Regions from separate parts of the Mus musculus genome. Here regions 1, 2, 3, 4, 6 and 7 are each linked to region 5. The links are chromatin contacts, called in public HiChIP or PLAC-seq and promoter capture Hi-C maps. All regions are on one chromosome and are shown on one strand. The core of a region is the stretch at or near the end of the contact, and the rest is flanking DNA. Distances in the headings are between cores, read along the strand shown.

Region 1 (3,147 bases), core at 461-2,960, 1.7 Mb after region 5:
CTCCCTTCAATTCCACAGTATGTGGTCATCTCTATTTTATACTAAGATTTGTGTGTTCAGGCGATGACTAGAGAACCACTCTTAAAAGTGTTGCTGGGGAGTGGGGTTTGGAAAGATGGCTCAGCAGTTAACAAGTGCACTTGCTTGTCCATCTGTAGCTCCACTTCCAGAGGACCCAAGAAGGTCCTCTTTTGGACTCCTGGGGCACCAGGCACCCTCATAGGCAAAACACATACACATAAGAATAAATAAACCTTAAAAGCAAACAGGAAAACAAAAACCTGTTGCTTTGGGGCCAGAGAGGTAGCTCAGTGTCAGAACATGGTCCAAGAATGGACCCCTGTGAGATTTGGGTGCTTGTAAGAAAACTCCAAGAAACCAAGCCAAGAATCTCATGATCTCAGTTTCTTCAAAAACACAGAACTGAATTGTTCCTGGTTTTGTGCCCCTCCAGGTGTAGGAGATAGGAGTGAGTCTATTTCAGATTATTCATTACACTAAGTATTGTTATTTCTTTATATGTCTCGATGGAAAAACATGTTTTTGCCATGTGTGTCACTTGTCCTTGTGACTCCTCTTAACCCTCAGGGTACAAACTGTCTGCTGCTCAGACTAAAGTTGGCTACTACAGGAGACTTTAGCTTGCCTCATTTATGACTCCATTCTCCCAGGTCCCACTGCCTCTAGACTAGTAGCCAATAGCTCCGTAGGTAAAAGCCCTTGGGGCCAAAGCTGACTCTGGGAGAATGAACTCTCAAAAGTTGACCTCAGCCAGTCTGGTCTACACAGCCAGTTCCAGGTCAGCCAAGGCTACACGGAGAAACCCTGACCAAAAAAAAAAAAAAAAAAAGTTTTACTAATAGCATTCCTTCTACCCAAAGTCATTTCTTTCTGTGACTCAAATTTTGTGGAACTGTTTTGTACACCCTGCTCCCCAGGCAGCAGTGCTAAGATTTTTACATTCTCCATAATTTTAAGCCGTAAGTAGATAAAAATCAGTTCTAGTGAAGGAACAGGAAAGAAATCAGGAACAGAAAAAGGAAGGAAGACCAAGAAATGTTACGCAAATAAGCCAGGCAAGTACTCCGGAGGCAGAAAGGTAGATCTCAGAGCTCACAGCCAGCCTGCTGGTCTACAGAATGAATTCAGTCACAAAGAAATCCTGTCTCAAAAGGAAAAAACAAACAACAAAAACAAAAAACAAAAAAACCACAACAATATAACAACAACAACAAAACCCACAACAATATAACAACAACAAAACCAGGGGAATGTTAACCAAATAGGGGCCTGGAAGAGCACACCTTACCCCGAGGCGCTACAGAGGAGGCGTGGCAAGAGCCAACAGGCCAGCCTCTCGCTCAGACTCCGATACAGCACACTGGTGGCTGCAGTGGTCCCCAGCCCTATTCCAATAAAATCAAAGACACACTGGAATGAAAGGGATAAGTGTCTTAGGTCACTCACTGAACAGTAAAGTGATATTAGAGATGATTTGTAAATGCAAAACCATTTCCCGGGAGTTAGAACTAAAATAAAGCAATGTGCCAACTCTAAGTGGAGCCAGAAAGATGGGCAGCACCAAACCCTGAAGCCAGCAGGAACGCAGGGGGAAAGCCTCTGCCAAGGGGGCGGGGCTTCCGGACCAGGCGGGCCTGGGAAGCCGCCTGAGGGAGCAAATAAAGAAGCGATGGGAGGGACCGAGGCCCCGAGGCGGGACCAAGGTGGCAGAGAAGCCCGGAGTTGGGTAAACAGGACGACCAGCCTCTCACCCGGTTCTGCACAGTGTCCTCGGGAGCCGCCGCGAGTCGCGTCCGCCGCCGGAGGCAGAGCGGTGGGGCAGGAGGCGGGGAGGACTGGTTTCTCCGCGCCGGAACTCCCGCCATGACAGAGGACAGCTTTTCTATCGTGTCACTCCGCGTATAACCTCCGGCCGCTAAGGCAGCCATCATGCTGTCGGAGACCAGTGTCCGTTACGCTTCTTAACAGCCGCCTGTAGCCAGCACCCACTCGAATAGCGAATGGCCGCGGGAAAGCCGGCGCCACCGCCCATTGGACGCAGCCGGCACCCCGGCTGGCCAATCACAAAGCTTCCGGGTAGGCTCATTGCCCAATGGGAGATAAGAGGCGGAGCTAAAGGAAGGTGGGGCCAGGGCCTGTCTATTTCACTGCTTACTGAGTCTGGCTGGGTTTCTCTACTAACCTGTGCTTTCTCTGTTCATAGACACACAGCTTTTAACTTTGATGGAGCTCATCCTGTCTTTTGCAACAGTCCCGGGAAGTTATTCAAGCTGTACCAGTCTCATGGATATAGGGGTAGGGTGAAGCCAAAGAGCCGTGGGCTTGGGGTCGGGAACAACACCGCCCTACTCTTGCCTATACAAATAGTGAGGTTTAGGATTGCGAAGATTGTAGCCAGCTGCTCTCCATCCCGTGATTGGGGCGTAGCCGCGGTAGCACGAGGAACATTTTGTACGCATGCGCCCTCAGTTTCCCCTGTCACGTGTTGCAGTGTTGCTCTTCCCTGGGATGACGTGAGGCGGATGGATTGCTCGGGGACCCGGACAGGGTTTGGCCCAGACTCAAGTGTTATTGCTGACTGGGCAGGACTGGCCAGGGTAGGACAGCTACACATAAGTACATTAGGGCTCCAACACTTTGGGGCGCCTGGGCAGGGACAATTGGCCTGGGAGATTCGAACATGGGGCGTGGCCCTGGGAGGGGCGGGGTTGGTCCAGCTTTGAGTCTTGGGAGCTACTGCTATGAAGCTGTAGATAGTTCATTGCTACCTTGGGAGCGGAAGGGGTGAGAGGGATGTGCACACACATCATTCTCCCTGTTCATTTTTTGGCTTATTTTTCTCTTTAAACGGTTTTCTGGGGCATCACAGGTTGAGGTATGCAACGGTGTCCCCACCACTAGAATGTCAGCCCCTCCCTGAAGCCAACAAATTTTATCCCATTTCCTGTTATTCCTAGGTTGCTAGACTAATGCCTAACACATACTATTGTCCATCAAATGTTTGTTGGAAGGGTTTGATTTTTAGCCCAGAAGTCTGTTGGGGTTTGGGAAGCGTCGCACAAACCGCTTAAAAACCGATCTCAGTTAAACAGGACTGGTTTATTGAAACTCCCCCCACCCAAAAAA
Region 2 (2,872 bases), core at 86-2,585, 1.6 Mb after region 5:
GAGGCCTTCTGTGTTCTTGCTGCTCTCAATCGGGCCAGAACTTGATGGCTCACCTCAGTTCTTTACAGTGTTATACTTTTGTCCTCTCCATGGAACATTCTCTAGATATCAGCTCAAATACCCATTCCTCAAGGAAGCCTCTTCAGATATCCCCAGGTAAAGCCTGGTACCTCTGATGAATTTCCCGTGAGCTCCCTCCCCCTAAGCCAGTTCAGACAACTCTGGTTTGTCACTGTCTACTGAATGTCTGCTTCTGACCAGGCTGAACTGGGGCTTCCATGTGGCTAGAGCCTATACTGGTTATCACACTGGGCAAAACATGGTATTTGTTGAAGAAATAAATTAGTGAATGAATGTGGGGCGGGTCCCGGGAAAGGGTGTCCTCACATGGATGCGACAGCCGTCATCCACAGGATAGGAGCCCAGCAGTGCATCCTCCTGATCCAACTTGCTGTAGAACTTGTCGTCTGCTCCATATAGCTCCAGTTCCATGCAGGAAGCAGGGCTGCCCACCACCAGCTCCAGTTTACACTGCAGTAAAGAGGCAAGATGAGGAGAAAGGCTGTCAGAGGCCTCATCTTCAGACTTTGATCAACAAACAAGTTCCAAAAAGACCCACCTTGGACCAGTTCCTTCTGGACCCGCCCCCTCGGCTCTCTGGAGTGTCTGATTTTTCCCGGGTCCTGCCCCTACTCGGTGGACTCTGTTCTCCGGGGCTCCCAGGCCTGGGAGGCTGGCTGTCAGTCTCTGCAACCTTCCCTCCAGGTTCGCCCACTAGTTTTCAGCCCCCTACTCCCTTTTCTTTGCCCCGCCCCTCCGGACCCCGCCCCCACGGCCACACCTTGAACTCTGCGATGGTGAGGCTACGACTGTATCGCTTCTCCGAACGGAAGCTGTTGAGGGAGCTGCTGATGAAAACCATCACGGTGGGCGCCGATATCCCCGTCACCTCCATCTCGCTGCGCCCCGGAGTGGCCCGCGGTGCGGTTCAGCCGTCTCACACCGGCTCCGCAGTGGCCGCCGCTGCTTCTGGGATATAGGTCCCGCCCCTTGTTCTGGAGCTGACCAATGCAAGTTCTCCACCTAACATGGCCAGCCAATCGCTGCTGTTCTTTCTCCACGGACAGGCGGATTCTCGGGTACGTCCAACCAATCCCGAGAGGCCTTCCGTGCACGGGAAGCAGGAGAGGAGGGCGGGAGGAGGCCGAAGCCGGGAAGAATGGCTGGAGTTGTCCCGGTCCGCCGAGTGTAAGTTCGGCGCATGTGCACTGGCCTTGGGCCAAGAAGAGAGCAGCGGATTCTCTCGTTCACGCTCAGCGCCTTGCGGATGACATCGCGCATCATAGTCCCAGCCCTTGTCCTAGATCCATTCCACTCGGAGTTGGGAAGCAGGTTCCGAAATCGGGAGTGAGTAGCAGAGGGTATCAAAGGATCGACGCAAGCCGTCAGCCAGACATCCATAAAAAAAAAAATAAAAAAAATAAAAAAATAAGGAACCCGCGCATGCGCGCAGCATCGCCCTAGTTTGGTGCAGCTTCGGTGTGCGACCCTTCCCGCGTTCCGTAGCGCGCCCGCGCAAGCGCAGAAGGCTCAGCAGCCCAGTCGCTATGGAACCCGACGGGACGTACGAGCCTGGCTTCGTGGGTATTCGGTTCTGCCAGGAATGGTGAGGCCCGGGCAGTAGGTGTGGGAAGGCAGTGAGGACTGGCTCCAGGGCTGACCTCTGACCTCCCCTCCCCACAGTAATAACATGCTGTACCCCAAGGAGGACAAGGAAAATCGCATTCTGCTGTACGCGGTGAGTACCGGCAACCCTCTCGCCCGCGGGTTCACGCCTTCCCTGCGCGCTCCCTGCTGGCTCCCCCACGCTTTCGCCTCTTGACTACCCCTCAGCACACCCTCTCTCCCATGTTGTCCATGCCCTCCTTGGGAACACCCTGCCTTCCTGTCCAGTCTTGTTGGAGATCTGATCTGTTTGTGACACTCCTCCCACATGCTCTCCCGTCTGCAGTGCCGGAATTGCGATTACCAGCAGGAAGCCGACAACAGCTGCATCTACGTCAACAAAATCACGCACGAAGTGGAGTGAGTGGCGGGACCTCGCTTGGGGCACGGGTCACCTCTTAGGACACCCGGCCTGACCGCTAATTACTTCCCTATGCCTGCAGCGAGCTGACCCAGATCATCGCAGACGTGTCCCAGGACCCCACGTTGCCCCGGACGGAGGACCACCCGTGCCAGAAGTGAGTACGCAGCTGGCATAGGGAAAGAGGAGTGGCTGTGCACAGAGAGGTCTTTCGCGGTTTAGTAACTGAACCATTCCCTCAGGTGTGGCCACAAGGAGGCAGTGTTCTTTCAGTCACACAGTGCCCGAGCTGAGGTGAGTGGCGGCTGGGTGCTTGGGGGGGTAGGGGTGGGGGGGACACGCCAGTTTTGGGTTGATCCTGTTTACTCAAATCAAGATTGGGAAAGTTTCTTTGATCGTTTCTTTTGGTCCTCACACTATCCTCTGGGTCCAGACCCTGACTGAACGTTCTTATTGCTAGGACGCCATGCGCCTGTACTATGTTTGCACTGCCCCACACTGCGGCCACCGCTGGACTGAGTGATCGTTCCTTCTTCCACCTGTAATAAATGCCAGTTTCTACACTAGTGTTTCCCGTGTTTATTTCTCTCGTGGGTAGGGAGCAGCCAGTCTTATCAGGTCGTGCGGTGTAGGGTGCGGTGCTGCGCATAAGCATCCGGCCGAGAGCTGGTGAAGCCACAGTCTTCACACACGTGCAGCTTCTCCCTGCGCTCCCGGTAAGCGTAGCTGGCTGGCTGCCCGTGCACCTTGGCAAGGTGAGCTTCCAGGGAACAGCGCTGGGTGAAA
Region 3 (3,339 bases), core at 162-2,661, 1.7 Mb after region 5:
TCCGAACACCCTGGCCAGATGTTAGCTCCACTCCCTAAAGTTCCGTCTTTTCCATCTCTTCTACCCAGGCAGGCTTGCTGTAATACCATTCCTGAGTAAAGCCTCCCTAACAGCCAGAGTCCCGGGATAGGCCATTCCCTTTAACCTCTGTATTAGAGCCTGACCCCAGCAGTGCACCCCCAGATTAGCTCTGCGTAAGTATCCCTAGGACTGCCCATGTCTGTCCCAGCCCCTCAGATGCCAGCTGAAGCTCCCACAATGTAGTAGCCCTTTATGTCTTAAAATGCAGCATAGGCCCTGTCTCCTCCCAAAGAACTGGACACACACACACACACACACACACACACACACACACACACACGGCGGGCCAATAGTCTTGTCCCCAGAACCTATAGATTACCACTCCTGAGGGCCTGCTGACCCTTGTCCCCTGACCAGCTACGGATGCCCGCTGACTTTTCACACACTCCCAAACTCTGGATATCCATTTACCATTATCAACTGATTCCCGCAGCCCAGGCCTCCTCAACGGCCCATCACCTCGCTGCTGGTGGAACCACGGAGCCTGCTGGTGCTCCGGGGCACAGCTTACACACGCCTGCTCCACGGCATCTCAGCTACCCGTGTGGATGAGCTGGACGCCACCTCGCTGCCACCCAATGCCACCGCTTGCAAGTCAGCGCTGCCCGGAGCCCACCTGGTGCGCGGCACCCGTGTCTCACTGACCATTCGCCGCGTGCCCCGTGTGCTGCGCGCCAGCCTCCTGCTGAGCAAGTGACCACCAGGTTCTAAGACCTTGGAACCCTAGGGCAGAGGTAGCTGTCCAGGGTTATTTATTTCCCCAGTAACTATGGAAACCATGGAGAAGACACCATTCCAAATAAACAGAAAATACCTTTACTCGTTTTGGATTTTTTTTTTTTTAACTAGATGGGAAGAGATACTTCAGTTTCTTTCTCTCTGCCCCCCCCTCCCCCTTCAATACTGGAGATAGAACCTAGGGCTTCTTGGATGCTAGACAAATGCTGTACCACTAAACTACAACCCAGGCAACAATTGCATTATTTTTTAGTTTTGCAATAGGGCTTCCATAAGTTGCCTAGGCTGGCCTTGAACTTGAGACCAGCTTGCCTGAGGTGACAGGCTTTAGCTGCCAGGTGCTGGGACTTTTTTTCAGTATCCTTATACCTGAGACTTTAAATGAATGGGACGGGCCCTGAGACACAGGTGTCCCTGAAGGTGACAGGATCCAAGGTCTTGAGATGGGTGACGTTTTCTCTCAAAGCCCCACGATGGCGAGCGGGTGGTATTGGAAGGTTTAGGTTCTCCTGCTGGGGAGGAAGGAGTTAAATGCCTCCGCACCTCAGCCAGGCATCAGATTTCTCTAGTCCAGGTTCTTCCAGGAAGGGGTGGAGCTAGGCTGGCCCCTGGGCCCCTCAGTAGCCTCGGACTTAGGCTGTGAGTCCTGCTGAGAAAGCATGGGGGTCTGGACTGTCTAAGAAAGCGGCTGCTGTTACTGGACATCCTCACCTGACGATCCCCAAGTGCACGGCCATGGCCCTGGTTCCACCTCTTGGCCGTGAATTCCCGCCAGAGCCTGTGAATTGTCCCCTGGCAGCTCCTAGAGAGCTGGATGTTGTCGGAGGGACCATCTGCCCTGCACCTGAGGAAGAGACAAGCAGGTGGGGACTGGGGCTTGATAGTGGTTCCGAAGGAGGGAGGGAGGGAGGGAGGGGTCTGTGGGAAGGGCCATGTGTGACTGACTGAAGAAGGACATGGAGAAAAGTGGGCATATGGTGAGGTGGAAAAGGAGACACTGTGCCTCACAGGTGGCCCATCAACCTTTCTCCTCTCTAGGCCAGAGCAGGTCCAGGCCTCCTTGGGCCTGCCTGAGCATTGCATGGGTGAACTGAAGAGCACTGAGTCTGCCACCAGCCCCTCAAGACTCCCCCTGGCCTCTTCCCATGAGCATCAAGACGGGGGCAAGCCCTGTGAGGTGAGCTGAGCACACCCTCTGTTCCAGTCCCACTTCCTGTCTGTCCCCCGGAATCTGCCCCTTGCTCAGATGATATGATTCTGGGGGGTGCTGTGGAGGAAGGGACACCGTAAGGACATCTGGTTGCCAATCAGTATTTCACTTATTTTTAATCGTTTTGTGTATTTACTCTGTGTGCCTAAGTGTGAGCAGGGATACAGGCACATCATGCGTGCCGGTGCCAGTGTCTCTCAGTCACTTTCCACTATGTGACAGAGTCTCCCATTGAACCTGGCTAGGGTGGCTGGTGAGTGAGCGCCACGAATCTGCCTCCAGTCACTGACCAGCCGGTGCCACATGCTTGGTTCTTTGAGCACTTGCTTGTACAGCAAACATTTTATCAACTGAGCCATCTCCCCGGTTCCCCCGACCTCCTTATTTGAGATATGCTTTCACTGTGTAGCTCAGGCTGCCCTTGAACTTTCAGTTCTCTTGCCTCAGAGAACTGGAGTTACATTTTATCATCTCCAAGCTGGACATATTTCCACGTTTTACCAAGTAGGAAATGAGAATTTTATTAATAACCCCATTCCTTTTGGGGGTACTCTGCTCCATTATCCTTCCTAGTTTAGACCCATATAAAGACCTTTCTAGAAGGCTCGGGAACCTGGAAATCTTAAATTAGATGTCTTCAGCCTTGGTGTAAAGGGCTGCCAAGTGGGAGCAGCCCAAATGTTGGTTCTCGAATGGGTGTGGCTTCAGAGAAACATCCACAAGGCAGCAGCCTGCTTGGGAGTAGGGGTAGTGTCTTGGCCCATTGGCCCTGATTTTGGTCCCCTGGAATCTCCAGCACTCTGACTCTGGTTTGGAAGTACTAGAAGCTGAACAGGACAGTCTACATCTTTGTCTGTTGAGGTTGAACTTCCGGCTGCAGGACCTGGAACGAGGCCTTGGGTCTTGGACGCTGGCCCACAACAGGATTGTCCAGATGCAGGTAGGCAGTGGGAGGCCAGGTTATAGGGGAGTGGGTAGAGTCCTTGGTATGGGTGTAAGCTTTCTTGAATAGAAAGTGGGTTTATTGCATATTCTGACTTCTGCACAGGACATGAAAGACAAAATAACTCCAGGTTCTGGGGTGGGGGTGGGGTCTGGTATCACTGTCGTATGTGAGAGTGTCTAGCCATGTGTTCCAGGCCCTGCAGGCAGAGCTACGAGGGGCCGCTGAGCGCGTGGATGCATTGCTTGCATTTGGTGAGGGCCTGGCAGAGAGGAGTGAGCCCAGGGCCTGGGCATCCCTGGAGCAGGTCCTGAGGGCCCTTGGAACCCACCGAGACACCATCTTCCAACGGCTCTGGCAGCTGCAG
Region 4 (3,343 bases), core at 768-3,267, 2.0 Mb after region 5:
GCTCGGGTTTAGGGATTGTCACAGCCGCTTCTGCTAACACTACTGCTTGCTGCTTTTTCCGGCAGGGACCGGCTGGCCGTCCTGGGGGCCTTCCCCGAGACCGTCGGGGAGTAGAGGGTTCACGTGCCCGTGCCCGGCTCCGGGGGGGTTGGGGTGCTTGGGACCGCCGGAGAAGTTCAGTCAGTGCCTGCACCATCCGTTCTGTGCCCTCCTCACCCCGTTTCCGAGTAGGGGCCTTTGGGGGGACAGGAGTCACATCTGCTAGGCGAGGAGGAAGGGGGGTCGTCTTATGCTTGCGGCCCCGACCCCGAGGGGCTCGACCTAAAAGGAGAACAGTTGTGGGGAGATGGGTCAAACTGGCCCTTCAGTCTTAAGAAAAGCACCCCAGAAAGACAGGATACTAAGTCTTACTTGTCTGTTTTTCCCCACAGCCCAGGCTACCTTGGACTGAACACAGGACACTCAGTAACTGGTAGAGACTAGCTGAACACAAAGGGCAAGAACCTTCCCGCAACACTAGAGAGGTAGAGTTTCCCCATCACTCACCTCGCTGGGACCGAAGCGCAGAGCGCAGGGAACTGGGGGCCACATCTTCATCTGAATGAAAACCCTGAAACTCCTGATTTAGGGGACCAAGGGTGAAGGGGAGAAACAGCAGTCAGTACCAAAGCCCTGGTTCCATCTGGGCTTCAGGTGTTGCAGATATGATAGTTATCGTCCACCTTAACATACTCCTCCTCATTTACCAAAGAACTTAAAAGACTGAGGCAAGGTCAGAAGGAATAAAGGTACAAGGCGTTCTTGAACCAGACCATTCCAGCACAGCCATCAGTAATTCACTAGCCCAGAAGAAAACACTAGAGGGTCTCCTCGAGTTAAGCAATAGGCATTACAATGAGGGCTAATTCCAACTTAAAACAAAGTAGGTCCTCCATTTACACCCTTGCAGGGCATTCTTAAAAATGGGGAGTGTTTGGGGGAGATGAGAGGTGGAGCAGATGGTTTATCATATTAGAATCCACTCTGAGCCCTCAGAGGACAGCTAGCTCTCCTAAGCAATAGAATCCACACCCTCCTGCCTTCTCCAAAAGGCTGAGAGGGATAAACCATGACTGCACTCACTCCAGATTCAAGACTCAGCATTCATTCTATCCCTCTTCAACCCGCGCCTAAGAAGCCTCCACCACTCTACCTTAGAACCAGAGAGCAACTGGGGCCCTGGTGGAACCAGGGCAGGGATATGTCGCGGATTTTAAGGGCCAAGGAGGCAGCCTGCAAGTAAGAGCCCAGGAGGCTCTCTAGCCTTGGTCAATTAAGGCCACGCTGCTGCTGTCAACCACCGCTGGTCCGGCATGCAATCCCTATGGCCTCTTCACCCACTCCTGTCCTGCTCTGCCATTGCTACCGCGAAAGATCAGCTCAGGACACCAATTGGGCTCCAGGCGTCTAGCTGCAGTCAGGGTTTCTCTGATCACTTTCAAAGGCCCTAGCTACCCAAACGCTCCACGCAGCCTGCTTCCTTCGTGCTTCTTTCCAGGAGCCCCGAGAATCCCACTTGTCCACAACACCCTTCGGAGCTATCCGGAGCCCTGCAAGCCCCTGGCCTCCGCCCTACCCGGCGCTAGAGACACCTCCGACCGCCTCACCTCCTCCTCGGATTCCCCGTCACTGCTCTCTTCCTCCGGCATGCAGCCTCGGTTCGGGCCCCAGCCCCGTCCCCGGCCGCGGCCTCGGCCTCGCTGAACTCGCGCACCAGCCCACAGGCGGCGGAGCCGGCGCAGGCCCCGGCGAAGACCCAGCAAACGGAGCAGGGCCGTGTCCTCCCCGGGCTCGGCTCCTCCCGGCCCCGCCGCGCCGCCACCGCGCCGCAGGGCTACCCGCACTCTTTCGGCTCCGTTGCCTCGGCCGCCGCGGCCCCCGCCCCCGCCGGAACCCCGCGGCCGGCCCGGGAAGCGGCCCCGTGCGGAGCCAGGCCCGGGGCAACTGCCGCCGCCCGCCGCCGCCGCCATCTTGGCACCGTGAGAGGGGCCGGGGAGGCGGGGGGAGGGGCAGCCCGTGCGCAGGGCCGGGGGGGAGGGGAGAGGAGGGGAGGAGGGGCAAAGCGGGGCGGCTGCGGCTCACGACAACAACCAGCGCCGCTGTGGGGCGGGCAGGAGCCGGGGGCTGGGCTGGCCACGCGCGGGGCACCACGGGAGCAGGAGTCCTGGGCCGGTCGGCCGTCACCCTCCAGCCGCACCTGAAGAGCGGACCCCGCGTCGCGGCCTGAGAGCGGGAGGCGCAAGGTCTTCTGGGGAATGTAGTCCAGTCGCCTTGCTCCTTCCGCCGACAGCTGGGGCGCGAGAACTGGGAATACCGGGTTGGCGACAGAGACCAGGAGAACCAGTTCCTGGTCTCCAGGAGGTGTGGTTCCCGGCTCAGACTCCTCCCATTGTTCTAGTCGGAACTAGCGACCTGCATGGACTACCATTCCCAGGGTCCTTCCCAGGGTACCGTTGGCTTCGGACCCTGGGAACCCGACGGACACACAGTAGACGAAGTTAGCTATTGCGCTAGGCGTTGGCTGAGGGGAGGGCGGCGGCGCTGGATTAGTCTCACTTCCAGGCGCAACCCGGTAGCCGCATTGCCCGGCGCGGAGGGGAGATGCTGGAGAGGCTAGTCTTCCGTCCCTTACTCGGAGGAGAGCAGACCGGTGGTCGAAATCCGGACCTCAGTCTGCGCTCCTCTCCAGCCCTAGACTACGCGCGCGGTAGATTGCTGTGGGAGGAACCAGAGTCTTGGGGCGCCTCAAAGCCACCTTTCCTCTCCCGCAGGGTCTGGAGCGCCTTTGCCGCGTGCTGCCCTCGGGAATTATACGAAGCCCCCCGGAAGGAGAAGTGTGACCCTCTGTTTATTGAATGGTGAATGGCCAGCAGGGGCCGCTACAGGGCAAGGGTGGAAACCCCCTAGCACAGAGGAAAAGTCTGGACTCGTCCTGACTGGAGCACAGGAAACTTTATTATAGTGATGAAATTGACAGTCCCCAGTTAATCTTCACCGAGTTAATTGTCCTTTAACTCGGGCTCGCCAGGCCGAGGCTTCTGCAACTCGCTTGTCCCGGAAGGGTTCGTAGCTCCTGTCTCGCAGTTCTTCTGTGGTTAAATTTGCCAGGCCGCCCTAGCTGAGCCCTTCTGCCTTTCATTCTTTGGACTCTTTGTCAAGCCAGAGAAGCTACCAACACCCGGTCAGGTGGCAGCAGAGGAGGTAGGACTACCGGGAGAGCTGGAGGCCCGGGTCGGCCTCGAGGAAGAGTAGAGGAAGGTGGAGCGTATGGTCCATCCAGGCGGCAGCCGGCTGGGCGAGTGGC
Region 5 (3,203 bases), core at 107-2,606:
GGCCCAGTGGAACCTCCCCTCCCAGGTCACACCCTTCCAAGGAGGCTAAACAGACACTCTGTTCCCACCCAGGGAGTGGCTTCCAGGAACAGACCTCCTGGGAAGTGGACCCTGTGGCAGGTAGCAGACCAAAGCTCCTTTCTCTTAACAAAGCTTTCTTGGCATTACTTTTTCTACCTGGAAAACAGGGGTGTTCTCTAACACCCAACTCACCCATCTCACAAGATAAGGGATGAAACAAGACCAGGCATACACGGTGCGCTCGCTCGCTCGCGCTCTCTCGCTCGCGCTCTCTCGCTCGCGCTCTCTCGTTAAACATTTACCAGCACCAAGATTTTGTGAAAGGCAGCAGGAGACAGAAGCACTCTGGGACAGAGCTCCGGAGCTGGAATCCCAGCTGCTCACCTTACTTCATTAGCTGACCTGGGGCAAATCACTTAGCTTCTTAATAACAGCTTTGGCTCCAGTGATGCTGTACTGCGCGCTAAATGAGTACATACACAGAGCTTTAACGCGGAGAGGGAAGCCCAGCCTATCATCAGTGTTTTATCAGTGTGTGGCCTTCATTATCAGTGGGAAGGGGCTCCCCTTCTCCTCCCACCACACACACCAGGACACACTTTCGAAGGCTCTGTTAGATGTCCCTGGTCCCCCTCCTCACCGCACGTGCCCCACTTGAGTTTTTAGTTTCTGGCCCTCCCAGAACATCTTCACCCGTCAGATTTTTATCTTCGTACCTTCTACCTAAGGGCTGTCTCAGACACCCCCCCAAAACCTAAAACTCAAGCACCTCCTCCTCCTCCTCCGGTTGAGGCTTTTAAATCTTTGACCGGGCAGCCGCCCACTTCTCTAGGTTGTGACCTCCAGCCCTGACAGACACACCCTCTTCTTAAGTTACTCTGAGCGCCCCCTTTTATGAGACCCGTTCCGAGCCCCTCCTATGCGCCCCCACTTAGTATTCCAAACTTTGCACAAATTTCAAACCCGGCCACGCCCCCTCCACCGGTCTAACCACTGGTCGCGACAGTCCCCTCCCCTTTCCCTCATTTTTGGGCCCGCGACCCTTTTCCACGCGACCCTCCCCTCCAAGAGTGAACTTTGACCCGACCGGCCCCGCCCCCTTCCGAATAACCGCTCTCCCACGGCGCGTGCCCAGACCCACCCGCCCCCAGCCACAAACCCCTTGCACGGTAACCCCCTAACCTACCGGCTTGGCGCCGCGGTCGCTCGCGGCCTAGCTGCCTGGCCCAGAACTCTGTGCCCGCGTACCGCCCTCAGCGGTCTCGCGCCGCCGCCGCCGCGGCTACTGCCGCCGCCATGTTGAATCCCCAATGAACATCCGGGGCCTCCCCTACTCCTCGCCGCCCACTAGTCCCCATGGCAACGGAGCTGACCGGGTGATGGGCGGGGCCTACTCGGAGGCGGGGCAGCGAGCCGGGCAGGGTTCCCTAAAACCACTGATTGGTGCGAGTGGCCCAATCGGAGACCGCTAGGTGGAGAATGAAGAGCAGAGATTGGGAAGTTTTGAAAAGGTGCGGGATCGTTGACTCCCCGCCCACTCCGCCTCTTAAAGGGGAAATAACGACTTTCGCGTGGCAGAGTCCCACGGGCTCCCAAAAAAGTAAAGTGGAATACGAGAACATAAAGGCCAGAAACAGTTCTTAAGCACTTATTATGCCTTTGTTAGCACGCGACTAGTTCTGCTGTAAACTGTTAACACAACCCTGTTGTTGTAACACCCATTTTACAGGTAAACAAGCTAATAGGATGCTAGTTGGTTTATGACTACTGAAAGCAAGTTTTGAATGAAGCTCTGTCCGAATCTGGAAATCTGACACTATTTGATCTTAATCTTTTAAATAAGTTTTTTTTTTTTTAAGTCAGTCAATCACGAGTGTGTGAGATGCATCAGTGGATAGAAGGCGCTTGTTGCCGAGCCTGAAGTTTGATCTCCTGGACCCACACGGTAGAACTGATTCCCAGGAGTTGATCTGTAGCCTCCACAAGAGAGCCATAGACATAAAATAGAGGGATAAGTGTAATTAAGTGTTTTTAAATTAATCAAAATGGAAAACACAGCGGAAACAAAGCCCATAAACTAATACACCCTTCCACCTATGGGTTCATTAGGTCTTACTGAAAAATTTAAAAATGCTTTCTCATCAAGGATTTTGAGGGTTTTATTTGTTTATTTGGGTATCAGACACTGAACTTAGGGCTTTTATACAGGACAGGCAAGCAGTAGTACTAGGGAAGTCCCCGGCCCTAGAGAATTCTAGGCAAATGCTTTCCCCAGCTGAGCCCCTTGGGAGACTGAGGCTACAGGTTTTCCCAAACAGGCTTTCTCTGGTTCTTTTCACGGGCTTTTTCTTCTGTCTGGAAGATTCTCTTCTTTAAGCATCCTCCTGACTCCCAGGGTTCCTTTGGGTTTTTCCTCAAACATTATGTTCTCTAAGGGGCAAAATGTCCTACCTTGTGCTATTAAATCCTTTGCCAGCTTCTGGCAAAGCTTCCTTTCCTTTGCCGCCTGTGGTTTTGTGTTTGGCTGGCTGGTTTTGGTTTCGTGAGACAGGGTCTCAGGACGTAGCCCAGGCTGACCTTGAACTATGCTTTTTGCTCGTAGCCAGAGCCTTGATATTATTGGTATGTAAATGCTCAGTACATATTTATAAAAGGGGTGGCTGACTAAAAGGTAATTCCACCCTCCAAAGATTCACTTAAATGATGCTTGCCTGTGTGCTTCACCTGCACACTGCCAGGCACACCGCAGGCATTCTGTTAACATGTGCAAACCAAGAATGAATGAAGGGCTGCGGTTCAGGTCTCTGCTTGCCTTCTTTTCTCCCCATCATCCCTATCTCTCCCTTCAGCTTATGTCCACTTGAACTCAAGGCCTCCGATGCACTAAGAGAGTCTTTTAGCACTGGGATTACAGGCACGTGTCTCCTTACCATGCCTGGAAGAATGGTCTGAAATATATATCTTAAAAAAACGATTTATGGGGAGAACTGGAAGGAGTGGAGGGATGGGACACTGCAGTTGAGAAGTAATGTATGAAAGAAGAGTAAATAAATTTAAAAATTATTCCCGCTGGGCAGTGGTGGTGCACGCCTTTAATCCCAGCACTCAGGAGGCAGAGGCAGGCGGATTTCTGAGTTCGAGGCCAGCCTGGTCTACAGAGTGAGTTCTAGGACAGCCAGGGC
Region 6 (3,149 bases), core at 555-3,054, 2.0 Mb after region 5:
GCTCCCACCCTGTGGTTCCCCAGGCTGGACCAGGTTCCAACCTGTCCATGTGACTCTTCTCCAGCAGACACTGAAGAACGGCATCCAGCTGGTTCCGGGCTTTGGCCATCTCCATCTCTGAGGGTAGAAGGTAGGAATCAGCTCTGTGTGCGCCTCCCACATTCGCCGTGGGAGGCGATCCTACGTCCTGTCTGGTCCAGTTACTTGGAAAGCAGCTTTAGTGCCACTCAGTGGAGAGACCAACTAAAGACAGAACCAGGGTGACAGAGCCTTAGGCGGGGCCAAGGGCACAGCTGCTACCACTGCTCTTTCTCTCCAACACCTACTCAGGAATCTAGGATCTGGACACCTTCCATGGACAGCCCTTAGGGTATTCCCACTGAGGTCTCCTCGAAACCCACTCCACTCCCTGGATTCTCCCATGAGGCGTGACTAGCTGGCCCACAGGCTCCTGACTCGCTGTGGGCACTCCTTTCCCAGCCCCAGTCTCAGCTCACTTGGCTTGTGGGAGTCTGTCAATATATCCCCTCCCTACCTCGCCTTTTCCTCCCACCCAGCGCCTAGCCTCTGTCATCTTTTCTGATCCACCTCCTTTTATAATGCAGACAAAAGAACCTTCCTAAAAGAAAGCCAAGCCTACTGGGCATAATAGCATATGTCTGCTATCCCAGCACTCTGGAGGCTGAGGTAGGAGGATCAAGAGTTTCAAGGTCAGCCTCAGCAATGAAAGATCCTCTCTCAAACAATAAGCAAAAGAAAGAAAAAATACAAAGACAGACAGACAACACAACGTGGCTTTGATCTTCTCCAGCACAGAACCCTCAAGGAGTCTTCAATCCTGACTCCAGAAAATGGGGTCTGTACTCAGTCTGGCGTTTCCAAACCCACCCTTGTCCTACCTGCATAGTTGTAGTGAGGCTCCCTCCACTATATATATTTCTCTCCTCCCACCCCCAGTTCTTCACTATATAGCCTTGGGTTGGCATGTTGTTTGCTAAGTAGGTCAAACTGGCCTTGACTTCAGAGATCCGTTTGTCTCTGTTCTCCATGCCCTGGGAATAAAGGCAGCTGCCAACACGAACAGCCCTCTCTCCACTCACTGCATCTCTGAGGATGTCCACTCAAGCTTTGTTGTTGTTGTTTGTTTGTTTTTTTGCACTTTGGGGTGTACCTTTACCAACTCACTCCTTCTTCAAAAACCTCCCTAGACTACCCACTTCCCTCAAAGGAAAAGTCGAAAGTCCCTTCCCAGAACCCACAGATCTGTCCTCCTCCCCTCCCATCTCTCTGCCTCCGTTTCCTCACGGCTGCAGTCGCCCTAGCTGCTCTGCTGCCCGCTTCCTTCCTACACCCTGCCACTCCTCCCACCTTGTCTATTTATCACCCTACACCCTAGCGTTATTGGAATGCACAGCCAGTGAGGATTGATTCAGGGACACTCCACAATTGATGACTCATGCCCACTGTCAGAAATGGGGAAAGTGAGGTAGAAAAAGAAAAGGACCCTTTTTAGAGGATCCTGTCATATGGGCTGCAGAGAGATGTCGCGTACTCCGCTTTTTCACTATTAACATATCTCTCCTGGATCCCCAGTCCTCACCTGATTTCTCCACTTTCACCTTTACCGGGAACATGATTTGGGTGCAGGTCTAATGCGCTGGATCAGAAAAACTTGGAGGAGGTGTGGTTCAAAAGCTAGGCGGAAGGCGGGCAGGGAAAGGTCAAAGGTAAGTCTGGGCACCACTGGTCCTCGGGCCTGAGCACTGTCCAGCCGCGACTGCCTTGGCGGCCACTTCCCTTCTTCCCCTTCTGTAGGCGGGACCCTTTGGCAACTGCTTTTTCCCACTAGTTGATGAAAACGTCAATTTCATTTGCTGGCCAATTGACAGCCTGTACTATTGGCTCCCAGCCTTAGGCTCCACCTTCCCGAGGCCCTGTATCCGGAAACAAACCAACGACAAGCCAGGCACCTGGGGGGCGGAGGTGGGGGTTGTGATTCAAACTTCCGAGGCTCAAGACGGAGGTAATGCGCCTGCGCCGCAAGGAGCACTATGGGAAGCAAAGACTCAGACATCCCAAGGCTTTTCGGGATTTGTAGTGTTATATTTTAGTATTGCCACTAAACCTATTTCCAGCTCCTAAGTAACTATCATAGTCACTGACATCCTTCACAGGAAGATCATTCTGGAGACGGACTGGATCCTTTCTGACAGAGAGCTCGCTAGGTGTATTTCTCAGCTAACTCTCTTTCATTTAAATACTAAAAGCGCTGGGTACTCATCCACATAGTGAGGACGCTTTAACGAGCAAAACAGGCAAAAATCCTTGCTGAGAATGTGTCTTATCGTGTAGAGGATAGACGATAGTCAATAAACAAGCCAAAAATTCTAAGTGAAATGTAATGGGAACACACAAATATGTAAAAATACTCAATAGGGAACATCAAAGTGGGGACTGAGACTTTATCATTATTTATTTATTGCCTCACTCTGGCTCAGTCTAGCCTGAAGCTCATTATGTATGTGACCCAAGCTGTCTCTGAACTCCCGGAAGGCCTCCTGCCTCAGCCTCCCCAGTGTGTGATTAACACAACAACCTGTTGGGTATATGCTTTTCTTAACTTATTGGGGGGTGGGGCACACCTGTAGCAGTCAGATCACTTACAGGATTTGAGGATCAAACGCAGGTCATGACTGGCAGCAAGTGTCCCTACCATTGAGTTATCTCACTAGACTCTTTGCTGAAATTATGTTGACACAGGGTATCACTACAAACCCCAGCTGGCCTGGAAGTCACAGAAATCCACCATGCCTCTGCTTCCCAAGTGCTGTGGTTTCAGACATAAGCCACCAAAATCATGAAATATTTATTTATTTATTTTTGAGACAGGGTTTCTCTGTGTAGCCCTGGCTGTCCTGGAACTCACTTTGTAGACCAGGCTGGCCTCGAACTCAGAAATCTGCCTGCCTCTGCCTCCCAAGTGCTGGGATAAAAGACGTGCACCACCACTGACTGGCCATGAAATTTTAAATGAGAAGATCAAGATGCCAGAGAAAGGGCTTGCTCACTTGTTGAGCGCAGTAGTTAAGGGGATTCACATGGTGTCTAACAACCATGTATAATTGCAGTTCTAGAGGATGCTGATGTCC
Region 7 (3,256 bases), core at 66-2,565, 1.3 Mb before region 5:
CCTGCCGGGACCTCTTCCAAGATACCTACCACCGCTACTGGGCCAGTCGCCAGACACTGCCGCTGCCAGCAGCCTCCTGACTAGGGACCTCCCTGCCGACCCCACCATGACAGATTCCATCCAGGGATACCAGCTCCACAGCAGGCAGTCCCCTCCTCCTCTTTCTTGGTCTCCAGAACCTAGTTTCTTGCCTTGGATCTTTGGGCCCCTGGAGTTAGCTCCCTGATCCTAAGTGAGCAACCTTGAATTCTGAGGCTAGGAGCCAGCAGAATCCTGCCACCATCTAAGTGAGCCTTGGGTCCACTCTCATGTGAAGGAGACGCCCCTCGGCCCCAGGTCTTCCAGGATCTGCAGGGGAGATGGTGGCTGTTGGGGGCGGTCCTCACCTTTGCCTCCCTTGCTCCTCTACCAGCTGCCTTCTTCCCGGGTTCCAGCCTGTGTATTGGAGGGTGGGGGTGGGTGCTGATCCTTTCCTCCGAATAAAGGCACCCTTTCCCTGCCCCCAGTTCTTTTCTCTCTGTGCTAAGGGGGAGGAGCTCACAGGCAGCTCCAGGTGCAGATGGCCAGACCCCCCACCCCACCCCCTTGTCTAGGGCCATCTGTTGCAGGGAACCTCCTCCGCCCCCCCCCCCACGTGCTGACCACCTGCTCCAAGGGCTGTGGCAGCTGAGAAGTACCCTTCTATCACATACTCGCCCCCCCCCCCACCCCCCAGCTTCAGGCTCCCTCCTGTTCCTGACAACCTCGCCTTTGCTAATGGGCCCTAATGCCCCTAACAGCTGCTCTGCCAAACCTACAGGACAGGGGTAGGGGTGCAGCTGAGTCCAGAACTAGGACCTGGTCTAACCCAATGCCCACTTCTCGCAAGCCAGAGTGATCTCCCTCCAGGACTCCAGGGTCTGTTTCTTTTCCTTCCCCTCCTCTCCCCTCCCCTCGCCTGCAAAAAGTGCCTCGTCACCGCTTCTGCCCGCCCCCGCCGGGCTGGGAGAACCGTGGGGTTAAGCAAGATTTGAGGACGAGGCGCCTCCCAAAGCAATTCTTCAGAAGCAGAACCATAGGGGATCTGAGGTCAGGGGTTATGGAAGCAAATAGAACCTGCGCCTCAACCTGAGAGGCACTCCTCTAGGGATGCGTGCAGGTTCCCGCAAGGCCAGACCAAGGGGCGGGGCGGGCCGGCCTTTGCTTGGGAGGAGACCCGGTAGTGTTTATGTGGGGGCGTGGTCTGCGGGAGGGCGGGGTTATCTTTTGCATATACAGCAGGCGGCGGGCCAATGGGCGGGGTCGGGGCGGGGCGCCGAGGGAGGGATGCTCCCCCGCCCCCGGAACGGAATCCTCCCGGGAGCCGAGCTGGCTCGCGCGCTTGCATCCCGCACCAGCCGCCGGCCCCGGGCCGGGCCCGCGTCAGACCGAGCCGCCGCCACCACAGCAGCAGCAGCACTCGGGAAGCCGGGCCCAACCGGGGCCGCGGGAGGCGGGGGCGCCCGGGCCCTGGATGTCCCGCAGCGCGGCGGCCAGCGTGAGAAGGGCGGGCTCGGGGGGCTCGGGCCGGGGGCGGCGCCGCTGCTGATGTGGCGAAGGGTGGGAGGCGGCAGCAGCGCCCGGATGGAGAGAAGATGCCAAGGCTGGAAAGGGTGGTCCTGGGTGGGGGTCCGGGAACAGGTTCCTGGCAATCCCAAACCTGCCAGACTGGGGTCTGGTCCAGCACAGGCCATCTCTGCGAAGGCCCTGAAAATAGGGATCCTGGAATACAGATTCCCCCCAAATCATGGACAGGGCTACATAAATTCTAGGTAAAACTCCCTGGGCAAGGTTTGGCGTTCAGGGTCCGGATACGGTCCCCTTTATCAAGCTGAGGCCTTAACTGAGCCGATTCCAGACAAAATCAGTACTCTTCCCTGCTAGAGGGTTTCTTTGAGCACAACAGCCCCCTGGGCGATGTCTTGAAGATGAAGTCCCTGGATAGAGCTGCCAAGGCTAAGGCTCTGGGGGATGGGGGGGCGGTTTCCAAGTACTGTCTACTCCCTGGGGTCCTGGATCCAGCCTGTCCCCCCAAGCCCTTGGGCGGTGTCCCAGGCAAATCCCCTTCTCAGAACAAGGTCTCTGTGTCTGAAACTCCACCCCAGCGTGAATAAAATAAGGAGAATTTCAGGCATTCCCCTACCCCACCTCCACCCCATGCTTAGTCAGGGGTCTCAAGACATTGGTCTCCTAGGCCACCCCTTTTGTCCCTAGGGCTGCTCAGCGTCTAAGAGAGGCCCCACCCGGAGACAATGCTCAGCTTTCCCTTGCCCCCCAGGCTCCAGGATTCAGCCTGGGCTGGGGGCGGCTCCCCAGAGACGGGTGGAAACCTGTCTGTAGCCTCTGTGGTGACCAGCGGCTTTGTGTGGTTGTGTGTGTGTGTGTGTGTGTGTGTGTGTGTGTAAGGGTTGGGGATGTGGCTAGAAGTGTGATCTGGTGTTTGTGTGACTGTAGCTGTGTGTGTGCTTGCATTACAGCTGGCAAGGATGAGGTATCCTGCGTTGTCTGCCTGCATGCTTGTGGTTGGATGTGGTGATGTCTGGTGTGTGTGTGTGTGTGTGTGTGTGTGTGACCGTGGATGTGATGGCAGCCGTTCACTGTTCAGACTCCTGTACTTTTTAGACTGTGTTTAAATAGATATGCATATGTCTTTTTGTGAGACCCTGTGTGTATGTACCTTGGTATGTGTCAACATCTGTGTTGGGTTTGAGGTTGGACTTCTGTGTGGCTGACTGAAGATGTGGGTGGAGCTGTAACTGTGTGTAAGTAGAATTGTGACTCTGACCATGTGTGACACAATGTTGTGCTTATGTCTGATTTTTGTACTGTGTTCATTGCGACTCTGGGTGTGCGACTGCCATTGTATTTGAAGTCACATCGTGCCTGTGGGGCTGGACCTCTGGGAAGGCAGTGTATATGACGGTGGTTGTGTGTTCCTTGCCATGTCTGTGTATGTGACTGGGGTTGCATAAGTGACTGTCCACCTAGCCGTGTGACACCGAGTGTGCACTACAGCCTCCTGTGTGTGATTTGAGTTGCGAATCTGACTTCTCTGAAACTCTAGTCTATTACAAAAGATTAATTGTGTGGGACTCAAGCTGTGGATGTTGCCTGTGTGCCAGGGGTGTGTATGGGATTGGCTTCTATTTCCTCTGTGTGTATGTGTGACCCACTTACCTGTTACCCTGGGTGACTCCATGCTGGTGTCCTAGACTGTGAAAGTGTGTGTGCATATGTG

The links. Promoter capture Hi-C pulls out the DNA fragments that hold promoters and counts their contacts. HiChIP or PLAC-seq counts read pairs in DNA pulled down with a chosen protein or histone mark.
Region 1: a contact with region 5 is called in a promoter capture Hi-C map of pre-B cells, with 3 times the contacts expected there. The contact joins the promoter of Thap8 here to the promoter of Pak4 in region 5. A contact is called at or near these places in 4 of 39 promoter capture datasets (cranial neural crest, liver and pre-B cells) and 1 of 115 datasets of contacts at active chromatin or transcription factors (astrocytes).
Region 2: an H3K27ac HiChIP or PLAC-seq map of microglia shows a contact between it and region 5, with 12 times the contacts expected there. The contact joins the promoter of Polr2i here to the promoter of Pak4 in region 5. A contact is called at or near these places in 4 of 39 promoter capture datasets (cranial neural crest, hippocampal neurons and liver) and 1 of 115 datasets of contacts at active chromatin or transcription factors (microglia).
Region 3: a promoter capture Hi-C map of liver shows a contact between it and region 5, with 2.5 times the contacts expected there. The contact joins the promoter of Syne4 here to the promoter of Pak4 in region 5. A contact is called at or near these places in 4 of 39 promoter capture datasets (cranial neural crest, hippocampal neurons and liver).
Region 4: a promoter capture Hi-C map of second pharyngeal arch cranial neural crest shows a contact between it and region 5. The contact joins the promoter of Kmt2b here to the promoter of Pak4 in region 5. A contact is called at or near these places in 3 of 39 promoter capture datasets (cranial neural crest, liver and second pharyngeal arch cranial neural crest).
Region 6: a promoter capture Hi-C map of liver shows a contact between it and region 5, with 2.4 times the contacts expected there. The contact joins the promoter of Lin37 here to the promoter of Pak4 in region 5. A contact is called at or near these places in 2 of 39 promoter capture datasets (both in liver), 1 of 484 Hi-C or Micro-C datasets (B cells) and 1 of 9 other capture datasets (liver).
Region 7: a contact with region 5 is called in a promoter capture Hi-C map of pre-B cells, with 2.6 times the contacts expected there. The contact joins the promoter of Numbl here to the promoter of Pak4 in region 5. A contact is called at or near these places in 2 of 39 promoter capture datasets (frontonasal cranial neural crest and pre-B cells).

Annotation. Positions count from the first base shown.
Region 1 is chr7:30,278,384-30,281,530 of GRCm38.p6, forward strand. Thap8 (THAP domain containing 8) reads left to right here and starts at 1,711. Exons shown (of 3, transcript NR_144498.1): 1 at 1,711-2,097; 2 at 2,225-2,316. Wdr62 (WD repeat domain 62) reads right to left here and starts at 2,027. Exons shown (of 33, transcript NM_146186.4): 1 at 1,773-2,027. The coding sequence starts at 1,949.
Region 2 is chr7:30,230,739-30,233,610 of GRCm38.p6, forward strand. Polr2i (polymerase (RNA) II (DNA directed) polypeptide I) reads left to right here and starts at 1,336. Exons shown (of 6, transcript NM_027259.1): 1 at 1,336-1,666; 2 at 1,744-1,798; 3 at 2,012-2,085; 4 at 2,169-2,243; 5 at 2,329-2,380; 6 at 2,547-2,649. The coding sequence starts at 1,608. The coding sequence ends at 2,609. Tbcb (tubulin folding cofactor B) reads right to left here and starts at 1,459. Exons shown (of 6, transcript NM_025548.4): 1 at 842-1,459; 2 at 388-531. The coding sequence starts at 955. It overlaps Ovol3 (ovo like zinc finger 3), which reads right to left. Exons shown (of 4, transcript NM_001289817.1): 4 at 2,559-2,872. The coding sequence ends at 2,701.
Region 3 is chr7:30,313,405-30,316,743 of GRCm38.p6, forward strand. Syne4 (spectrin repeat containing, nuclear envelope family member 4) reads left to right here and starts at 1,412. Exons shown (of 8, transcript NM_153577.2): 1 at 1,412-1,682; 2 at 1,858-1,996; 3 at 2,826-2,969; 4 at 3,169-3,339. The coding sequence starts at 1,555. It overlaps Alkbh6 (alkB homolog 6), which reads left to right. Exons shown (of 7, transcript NM_198027.3): 7 at 515-899. The coding sequence ends at 778.
Region 4 is chr7:30,586,709-30,590,051 of GRCm38.p6, forward strand. It overlaps Kmt2b (lysine (K)-specific methyltransferase 2B), which reads right to left and starts at 2,018. Exons shown (of 37, transcript NM_029274.2): 1 at 1,647-2,018; 2 at 547-619; 3 at 1-321. The coding sequence starts at 2,009. It overlaps Zbtb32 (zinc finger and BTB domain containing 32), which reads right to left. Exons shown (of 6, transcript NM_021397.2): 6 at 2,973-3,343. The coding sequence ends at 3,222. Gm32082 (a long non-coding RNA gene) reads left to right here and starts at 2,071. Exons shown (of 3, transcript XR_003946734.1): 1 at 2,071-2,611; 2 at 2,811-2,897. It overlaps Mir3569 (microRNA 3569), which reads left to right and starts at 2,672; the gene lies at 2,672-2,729.
Region 5 is chr7:28,596,828-28,600,030 of GRCm38.p6, forward strand. Pak4 (p21 (RAC1) activated kinase 4) reads right to left here and starts at 1,357. Exons shown (of 10, transcript NM_027470.3): 1 at 1,208-1,357.
Region 6 is chr7:30,557,842-30,560,990 of GRCm38.p6, forward strand. It overlaps Lin37 (lin-37 homolog (C. elegans)), which reads right to left and starts at 1,805. Exons shown (of 9, transcript NM_029377.2): 1 at 1,601-1,805; 2 at 42-117. The coding sequence starts at 1,634.
Region 7 is chr7:27,257,446-27,260,701 of GRCm38.p6, forward strand. Numbl (numb-like) reads left to right here and starts at 1,316. Exons shown (of 10, transcript NM_010950.2): 1 at 1,316-1,516. The coding sequence starts at 1,493. It overlaps Coq8b (coenzyme Q8B), which reads left to right. Exons shown (of 15, transcript NM_133770.2): 15 at 1-504. The coding sequence ends at 80.